Linked DNA regions of Mus musculus: region 1 is linked to region 2. A link is a contact called in public promoter capture Hi-C data. All regions are on one chromosome and are shown on one strand. The core of a region is the stretch at or near the end of the contact, and the rest is flanking DNA. Distances in the headings are between cores, read along the strand shown.

Evidence for each region. Capture Hi-C pulls out chosen DNA fragments and counts their contacts.
Region 1: a promoter capture Hi-C map of adipose tissue shows a contact between it and region 2. The contact joins the promoter of Aopep here to the promoter of Fbp2 in region 2. A contact is called at or near these places in 1 of 39 promoter capture datasets (neural stem cells) and 2 of 9 other capture datasets (adipose tissue and liver).

Annotation. Positions count from the first base shown.
Region 1 is chr13:62,962,474-62,967,143 of GRCm38.p6, forward strand. It overlaps Aopep (aminopeptidase O), which reads left to right and starts at 2,420. Exons shown (of 16, transcript NM_001289926.1): 1 at 2,420-2,546.
Region 2 is chr13:62,855,584-62,859,761 of GRCm38.p6, forward strand. Fbp2 (fructose bisphosphatase 2) reads right to left here and starts at 2,817. Exons shown (of 7, transcript NM_007994.4): 1 at 2,545-2,817. The coding sequence starts at 2,714.

The DNA.
Region 1 (4,670 bases), core at 1,170-3,669, 110 kb after region 2:
GTGGATAGGTAGAAGAAATATAAAGTTGAAATTTTAAAATGATAAAGTAATTTATTAACATTCTCTGGCCAATCAGACGAGAAAAAATGAAAGCTTTGTTTCTCGGGAATGGTTTGTGTTTTCCTTTAGTGGCTGGAGATTTAGTGTGCCTCGAACCCAGAGATTCTGGAGTATGAAGACTTGGCACATATTATTTTTCCACTGACTACACAGACCCTCTTTACTTCCTGAGGGTTCCTCTTAGGTCAGCCTAGTGTATTAGAAAAGGCAGAATGAAAGCAGATTTTAATAAGGTTACACAATCTTTTCCTAGCCCCCCAGTGAGATCGTGTGGTTCTGCTATGAGCTGCTTCTCCCTAAAATTTATCTAAAAATCGAAGTTTCCTTCCTATGAAGAAAAAATATTGGGTGCTGGGAGATAGTCAGTAGTCTGCACCATCCATTCCTTTATTAGATTTTGTCCAGCTGAGACACACAAAAAGTTCTTTTGATTTTTCAATCTTTTCCACACGATCTCAGTGGGTGCTAGGGAAAAATTCTGTGGCCTGATAGAATAGAAGGTAGCTTGCAGTTTCAGCTGGCCAGGAAAAAAAAAAGTTTAACAAAGTAGAGTTAGCCACTATTGTGTAAGATTTTGGAGATTTGGGAGGCTGGAGAGGTGGCTCAGAGATTAAGAGCCTGAGTTTGGTTACTAGCACACACATCTGGCAGTCCATATCTGCCTGTAACTCTAGCTCGGGGGGAGGGGGTGATCAGTGCCTCTGGTTTCCATGGATACTTGCACTCATGGGCATGGATCCCCACATATACATATTTTAACAATTTTTAAAATCTTTTAAAAAGGTTTGGGAGAGTTTGTGTGGACAGATATTTTTATAACCATTTCTTTTTAAGATTGGTAGGGTGTTACACACAGGCCAGCATTTTAGTGGCCAAAATGAACTAACGAGTAGTAGGGAAGGAGAGCCCCTCTCCTTAGCCTCCTCACATGCCTCTCCTCTTAGAATTGCAAGCCTGCTGAAGGCTTGGGGATGGTAACATAAGGAGTCCAAGAAGGAAAGAGTTACGGAAAGGGGAAACTGTGTGTGTGTGTGTGTGTGTGTGTGTGTGTGGTCCTACAGTGTTGGGTAACAGGAAGGCAAAGAAGTCAGGATTGAAAGATGGAACAAACCTGGTTCTCACTATAGAGTTCAACAAATCTATTCTAGCACTCACTTTCAGTAACTTTTTTTTTTGTCTAGACTTTTATCTAATCCTTCCCACCTGTCACATCAATTTCCAAATTACCTTTTATATGTATCCATTTTTCTCCATCACATCTCACCAGTCCCTTCTTTCTGTGTGCTTCATGCCCAGCACACACAGCAGCCTGCTCTGCGTTTCAAAACTAGTTCCTGTCACTCACTCTTCCCTGGCGACAGAATCCACGCTCCTTGCTTACAGTGGCCCAGAAATGTGCTGCAGGATGGGGCCTTTGGGCCTTGTTGGTTTCACCCTGTGTTCTTCAAGGGCGCCACAAGCTGCATGTACTAGGTGCTTCTGATCCTTCTAGCTGCTTTGCTCGCAGGTCTTTATAGCCTTCCCCTCTCTTCCCAGTTAAATGAGTCTCCTCAGAGGGTATTAGACCTCCTGTAGTGAAGTGGCTCTGACTTCCTTCCATTTTTCAGAGACTTACTTCCATATGTGTACCTCTAAGAACATCCATACGAGAATTAGCTGATGTGGTGCAGCTTAACTCAGTGGTTAAGAGCATTGGCTGCTGTTGCAGAAGACCTGGGTTTGGTGTACAGCACTCACGGGGTAGCTTACAACTATCTCTGCAGCTCCAGTTCCAAGGGGGTCCATTTGTACATTCGTGTACCTAGACATACATACAATTACACACCACCCCACATACTAAATGAATTTTTAAAAAGGGAATATTCTGTTGAACTATTCAGAACTTGCTTTCTCAACCAAAGATTGTCTCTACAAAGGCAAGCACAACTGGCCCACTTTTGTAGCCGCAGATACTGTAACTGTCTGTATGGCGCATAGTATGATCTTATTTAAGGCACTGTGCTGGGATGAATATGTAAAGTCCAATCATATGCTTCAGAAATGTGGAATGAAGAATAAACAGCGCACTCAGGAAGCAGAGGCAGGCTGATCTCTGAGTTCGAGGCCAGCCTGGTCTACATAGTAGGTTCCAGACCACTCAGAACTACACAGAGAGACCTGTCTCAAAGGCAAAAACGACACATTTGTATTTCAGTGAGGCGTGCGTGTAGTTCACGCGTCTGGAGTCTTGATACCGTGGCCACTAGCAGCCCTGCGCCTGCGCAGTAGCGGCCGAGGAACTGGCCTACAGGGGGTGGGAGGGGGAAGCGGCCGACCCTGGCGCGTGTTGATGACGCAATTAGTGTTTGCCTGGTAGCCCGTGGTAACCCGGAGTCTGCGGAAGTGTAGCTGCAGCAGCACCGCAGCTGAGACAGGTAACCTGCAGCTCCGGTGTCAAGCAGCCGCTCCGGGTTATGCGGACCCACGACCTCTGGTGGGGTGAGCAGGTAGGATCCGATCCGTCTTGCCCTGTGGTGAGCCAGTGGGATCCTGTTCGCCTCTTGTGAAGCGAGGCGGTGGGATCCTGTCTGACTTGTCTGGGGCGAGCCCTTGGGATGCTGTCACATAAATTGTAGCCGCAGTATTAGCGCTCAGCACTTGCGGCGACCGCTACCTGCAAAGGTGGTGCTCATGGTAGACGGAAACCACACCGGCCAGCGGAGCGGTGCTTAGAGCTGTTTTCAAAGGTGACAACTGGGCTCGTGTTGATGCTGAATTCAATTCTGATCCCTCGTGCTTTTGTTTTGTTTCCACGTGCAACTAGCGCATTCATTTCAGAAGGGTGTGTTGTGCTCCGTGTGATTTGAGAAGGCTGCTAGTGATTTCCTAGTTGGTAAAGATTAGGTTGTCCCGTATTGGGAGCTACAGAGAATAATATTGTTTACTGTCGACTTGTCTTTTAGACTCCAGGGATTGTGCCCTGCACTTACATTTCATTGTCTCCTTAGTTCATGCAGTATTGCAAGTTATGAACTATTATGTTTGCCTTACAGAGAAAATAACTGAGGCTCAGCTCCATCAAATTGACTGGGTGAAAAATTCCCAGTAACCAAAAGCAAAGGGCAAGTTTAAATTCAAGGTTATGCATGGCTTCAAGGTCTCTCTCTCTCCTCTCCTCTTCCTCCCCTTTAAAAATAACCACCATCAGTGGTCAAATTCCAGGCTTTTTACATTAGTCATATGTGATTCCATACGTTTATTCACCCATCTGACCATATGAATTGTGTGTGTAACACACACATGCACGTGTGCAATACGTGTACGCATGTGGAGACAAGGGATAACATCAACTGTGGTTTCATAGATGCTGGCCACCGTTTTTTGTTTATGTGTTTTTGAGACAGGTTCTCTCACTGGCCTAGAGCTTGCCAGGTAGATTGGTTTAGCCAGCAACTCTTGAAAATGCCCGCCTCTATCTCCCCAGCACTGGAATCACAGACCTGAAACTTTCCACTCAGGTTCTGGGGACCGAACTTGCGTCCTCGTGCTTACACAGCAGGTGGTTTTCAGCCTGAGATGCCGCCGAAGCAGCAGCAGCAGCTGCTTCTTCTTCTTCTTCTTCTTCTTCTTCTTCTTCTTCTTCTTCTTCTTCTTCTTCTTGATTCATTTATTTATTTTATGTATATGTGTACACCAGTGCTCTCTTCAGACACACCAGAAGAGGACACCAGATCCCATTACAGACGGTTGTGAGCCACGATGTGGTTGCTGGGAATTGAAACCAGGACCAGTGGAAGAGCAGTCGGTGGTCAGTGCTCTCAACCGCTGAGCCATCTCTCCAGCCCACTGAGCTGCCTCTTAAGCCCCTATTTTGATACTTTGTAAATATGTTGTAAATTCTCATATTCTTAAAGTTAAGACATCTGGAAACATGTCTTCTTCCTACAGGCACGCGCACGCGCGCGCGCGCGCACACACACACACACACACACAGAGAGAGAGAGAGAGAGAGAGAGAGAGAGAAGAGCGAAAGCACCCTTATCTTTAATTGTGACATACATGGAAAATGATGTTGCTTTGTAAGTACCTTCTATTCAGAGATCCAAGAAATGAGTGATTTTACGTTTGCCCCCCCCCCTTTTTTTCTAGTAATGTAAATATCAATAAATAAATTAAAGGCATCAAGTGGTTTTCTTGCCTTCTTTCTTCTGGTATGCAGTCACAAACATCACTTGGCCTGTGCTGAAATGTGATGACTTCCTCAGAACCTTTGCTGTCTCTGACTCCCCAGGTGCTTTGCATTTGCGTCTGCCGGGCTTCCCCCCCCCCCCCCCCCCCCGTGTACCAAAGGACATTTAAAAATCCATTGTTTCTTACTTATTGTTGGATTAAGTAAGGCCATTTTTGGTTCAACTTATATTAGTAGCATACCCAAAGAAGAAACACCTGGGCTTTCAGTCTTTTCTAAAGGAAGAAAATTTTCTGTGTTCAGAAAGGTGGATTTAAGTTGATAAGAAAGAGCTTGATAGGAAGAAAGGAAGAGAAAGAAAACAAGACACCGTTAGGACACAAAGGTTTATGTGATTTTAGCCATTACAACAGGAGTTCAGAAAGATCTCAAGTGTTACATT
Region 2 (4,178 bases), core at 1,567-4,066:
GGAAGAGGGAACCTCAATCGAGGAATGGCTTCAGGAGATTGGCCTGTGGAAACATCCGTTTTCTTTGTTACTGACTGATGTGAGAGGCCCACCCAACTGTGGATGGTGTCACCCCTGGGTGGGTGGTGCTGGGTAAGCCAGTAAACAGCGTTCTCCGTGCCTTCTGCTTCAGTTCCTGCCTCTGGGTCCCTGCCTTGAGTCCCTGCTCTGACCGTCCCCCCACCCCCCACGCCTCCCCCCTCCCGCGCGCCCCAGTGATGGACTGCTTTCCTCCTCCAAGTTGCTTTTAGTCCTGGTGTTTATCACAGCAATGGGGAAGCTAACTAACCCACACTCAGAGCCAGGTCCTGCTGAACTATGGAGAAGGGGTGGCAAAAAAAAAAAAAAAAAAAAAAAAAAAAAAGCCATTTGCCCTCTTCCCTTCCCTTTAATTCCATTTATTTGTTGAAGAAATCCTCAGGTGATGCGAACAGGTGTCTCTAGTTGAGAGCCGCGTATGGACGCTGACGTCCATAAAAGCACCCCTCCCCTTTCTCTAACTGACGGCGTCCCCTCCCACTTTACTCCCATCCAGAATTTGATGTATGGTATGATGAGCCTTGGGAAACAACCTCACGTCAAACGTCATGACCTCAAAGGCTGTTACCCCTTGGTTCAAAACGGCAGCGTGTAAGCAAACAAATAGAACAATTAAATTGGTTTGCTCTGCCTCAGGATCACAGTCTCCTATGTAAGCAGCTGTTGCTGGGGCATGAAGAGCTGAGCAAATGTGTACAGCCTGCCACCTACTGGCCATGTGCGTGAATGCTGCCCAACACATCTGTAAACCACGAGGTCCTGTCACGATGCCTAAAGGCTGGACACAGCTGCACTGGACAAGGCCAGGGTACCTGCAGCCCCTGTCTCCTCCCCACCCCCGTGGCTGCTCTCTGTGTGAGGAGGTTAGGGTTTCCCCACTATGAAGAGCAGTCCAGGGACCTAGGACTCTGTCTGACACCACTTCCAGGGCTGAGCCTGCCACCAAGTGGTCAATCACCACATAGGCCAGTCTGTAAGTTTTTCCTCGAATGGTCTCAGAACCATGGTAGCTAATAGTGGGGCATGTCTTGAGTATTTATCACTGTCAGAACCATAGCCCTAATGACTTACTAACCCTTGTAACAGCCCTTTGTGTTAAAACTATTAGTAGCTCCCAGATTTACAAACATGGAGGTCTTAGCGAGAATAAACCATATTCCACAGCTACAAGGTAAGAAAAACCAAGTTAAATAAAGCACTTAACTATCTAGACCTTCATGGCCCTTGGTCGGATGCTGAACCACTGAGAAGCAGACTGTGGCAGATACACAAGGAACGCTGCCAAGAGAGTTGCTGTGGAGCCGAGAGGCCTGCACGGAGGAGGGGTTAAAAGTGTGGGCAAAAGTCCTGAGTGGCCACAGGAAACCGCCCTAATTATAGCAGAGCGGGAACACAGGAGTAGCAAAGACGCTATCTAATGTTACTCGGGGATGATCTTCACACATGCAGGCAACGCCCATTCTGGAAGCATGTTCTTAAAGGCAGAGAGCGCTTGGCCGTTCTTGCCGAATGAAGTAATCACACAGTTAAGGGACAGCACGGGCCGGGGAAAGAGCCAATCAATCATCTTTAATTTGGGTCCTGTTATCTGTTCCTAAACACGTACATAGTAAGCTCTGTGGTGGTTTTATGATTGCAATTATGAAATTAATGCTGTCACAGTTTGGGAATAAAGGCACCACACGATCGAGAATAAACATTTTAAATAGGTGGACTTTGTTGGCTCTTCTTCGAGGGTCCCCCCCCCCCACACACACACACATGTATGTCCCTTCCTTCGACTTCAGAGGGGCCCTTCACTGGAATCAAAATGGAAGTCCAAAGGAAGTGATTTCTTTTCATCATGCCTTAAAACCGTACTCCTGGCTGTGGCCAAGAGCAACTCCAGCATGAACGTGGCCCTGTTTTGCAAAAGAGAACCAAGCAAAGGTGCTCTGCTGTGCCTGCCCCAGCCCAGCCTGTCCAGATTCCTGAACACCACGTGAAGATGGAGAAAACTGAGCCAGGTTCTTTTCATGACAGTCAAGCCCCCTTAACCTGTGTTCTGGTGATTTCTACCCCACAATACTGACAGAGGTCATGACAACTGAACACACCTGTACGGGGTAAAAAAAAAAAAAAAAAAAAAAGGCATCAAAACACATTTTAAAGTCCCATTAAGACTTTGCAAATATAAGTAATGAGAATTCAATATAGGTTTTGAGGCAACAAGCTATAGTGTTACCATTATAATCCCAAGTAACCGGTAGTCACACTTTTCTCTGCAGTTTGTTGCTAAGCAGTTTTTCCCTTTCCTTGCAAAACATGCCAAAGGCTGCTTTATCAAAGCAGGCTTAAAGAATTTAAATGCAGTGTCCTTACGGCACAAAGAGCAAATTAGCTTTGGACCCCGTTTCTAGCACAAGCACCGGTCTGTGGCTTCCACACCCTGGCTTGGGTTGCCTGCGCATGCTCTCCAGGACTTACAGGTTGGCCAGGCCGGCCTTGCGCACTGCGGAAGAGATGGCTTTGATGGCAGTCAGCATCGAGTTGAGCAGCTGGGTGAGTTCTCCGGTCCCTTTGGCCTGTCGCCCCTTTTCCATAACGTAACGGGTCAGGGTCAGCATGTCTGTCTCAAAGGGGCTTCTGTCCGTCATTGTGCAAATGAGATCCCAAAGCCTCCCTTTGCTCCTTGTAGAAATCCTTGCTCTCTCAAGGCAGCAGCCTCACAGCCTACTCGTTGAAGACACACCTGCACTTGACTGTGCCAAAGTCCGAGGGAAATGAACCCCACCCCACGTGACTCAGATAGCCGGACAAGCCCTCAAGGAAACTTCCCTGGCCTCCCTCCCTGACGGTGGCAGCTGCCACAGTGCAAGAAGCAGGCTGTAAATAGTACTGCGCTACAGGGAAGGGCTGGCCTCAATCTCTACACCCAGTTTTGTTTTGTTTGATCCTAAGAAGCCAGGATCAGCCACAGGTGAAAGAAGACTAGCTAATAAAATGACTCACAAATTCCTCCTATGGGAAGCAAGAGGGCTTTCTGCAGCTAGCCGCCACTGTGTGTCATTCTGCACGGTTGAGACTCTCAGATGGCATATTGGCAGATTCTTTATCTGGGGCATAGGTCACATAACAAACTAATGGCAATCCCAGGGTGACTGGAGCAAGAGTTCTTTCAGGCTTGCTTCTATTAAGCATGTGTAACTGGAGGGATGAGGAAGATAATATTACATTCCTAGCAGAGTGTCTAGTCTCAGGGTTGATTTGCCAGTTTCTCTGGATTTTTATTTTTATTTTAAAAACCCTTGATTTGAAAACATACATCAGGACCGCACTGGCTGCTCTTGCAGAGGACCTGGCTTTGGGTCCAAATACCAACTTTTACTCTAGTTCTGGGAAGCTCCAGTGCCCTCTCTGACCTCCAGGATACCAAGCATGTAAGTGGAGCATGTGTAGGAGACAGACACACGAAATGGTCTCATAAAAAGGTGACCCGTCCAGCAGGTCCAGTTATTCGAGGGTCTCGAGGGGACCTCCTCCTAAGAACCAAATGGGGGGTAGAGAGGGACGAGGGCCTTGTGCGAATAACGACACGGAGACCTTCTAGAATGCATCAAAGCCCCCAAATGTATTAGTCAGGCCTGAGGTTTAAATGCACAAGCAAAAGGGGAAGTGCCTTTCAGCAGGAAGGATGGGGCAATAGAATTGCACAAGGAAAAGGGGAAGTACAGATACTTATCAGCGGGAGGGATGGGGCAATACAAGCAAAAGGAGAAGTACTTATCAGTGGGGGAGGGGCAATAGAATTGCACATTCTTAGGCAGTTACACGTGGAAGCAGGAACTTGGCGGTATCAGGGTATCTTGAGGTCAGGACATCCGCGCTGACTTAGGGCTGGAACAATCTGTGGTTGTTCTCGGAGCGGTGTGCCGGTGGCCCGCTTTTGACCCTCTTTTCTTCTCGGGGGAAGAGGCCCAATTCAGAGATCAGGACAATAGTGTTATCTTAATAGCTCCCAACAAAAACGCTTAAAGAAATACTTTTTAAAGGTGACCTAGAATTAACTGCTTAGAGTTGGCCATGCTCTCTGTTACTGTGATATCCTAACTTTCTCTGAT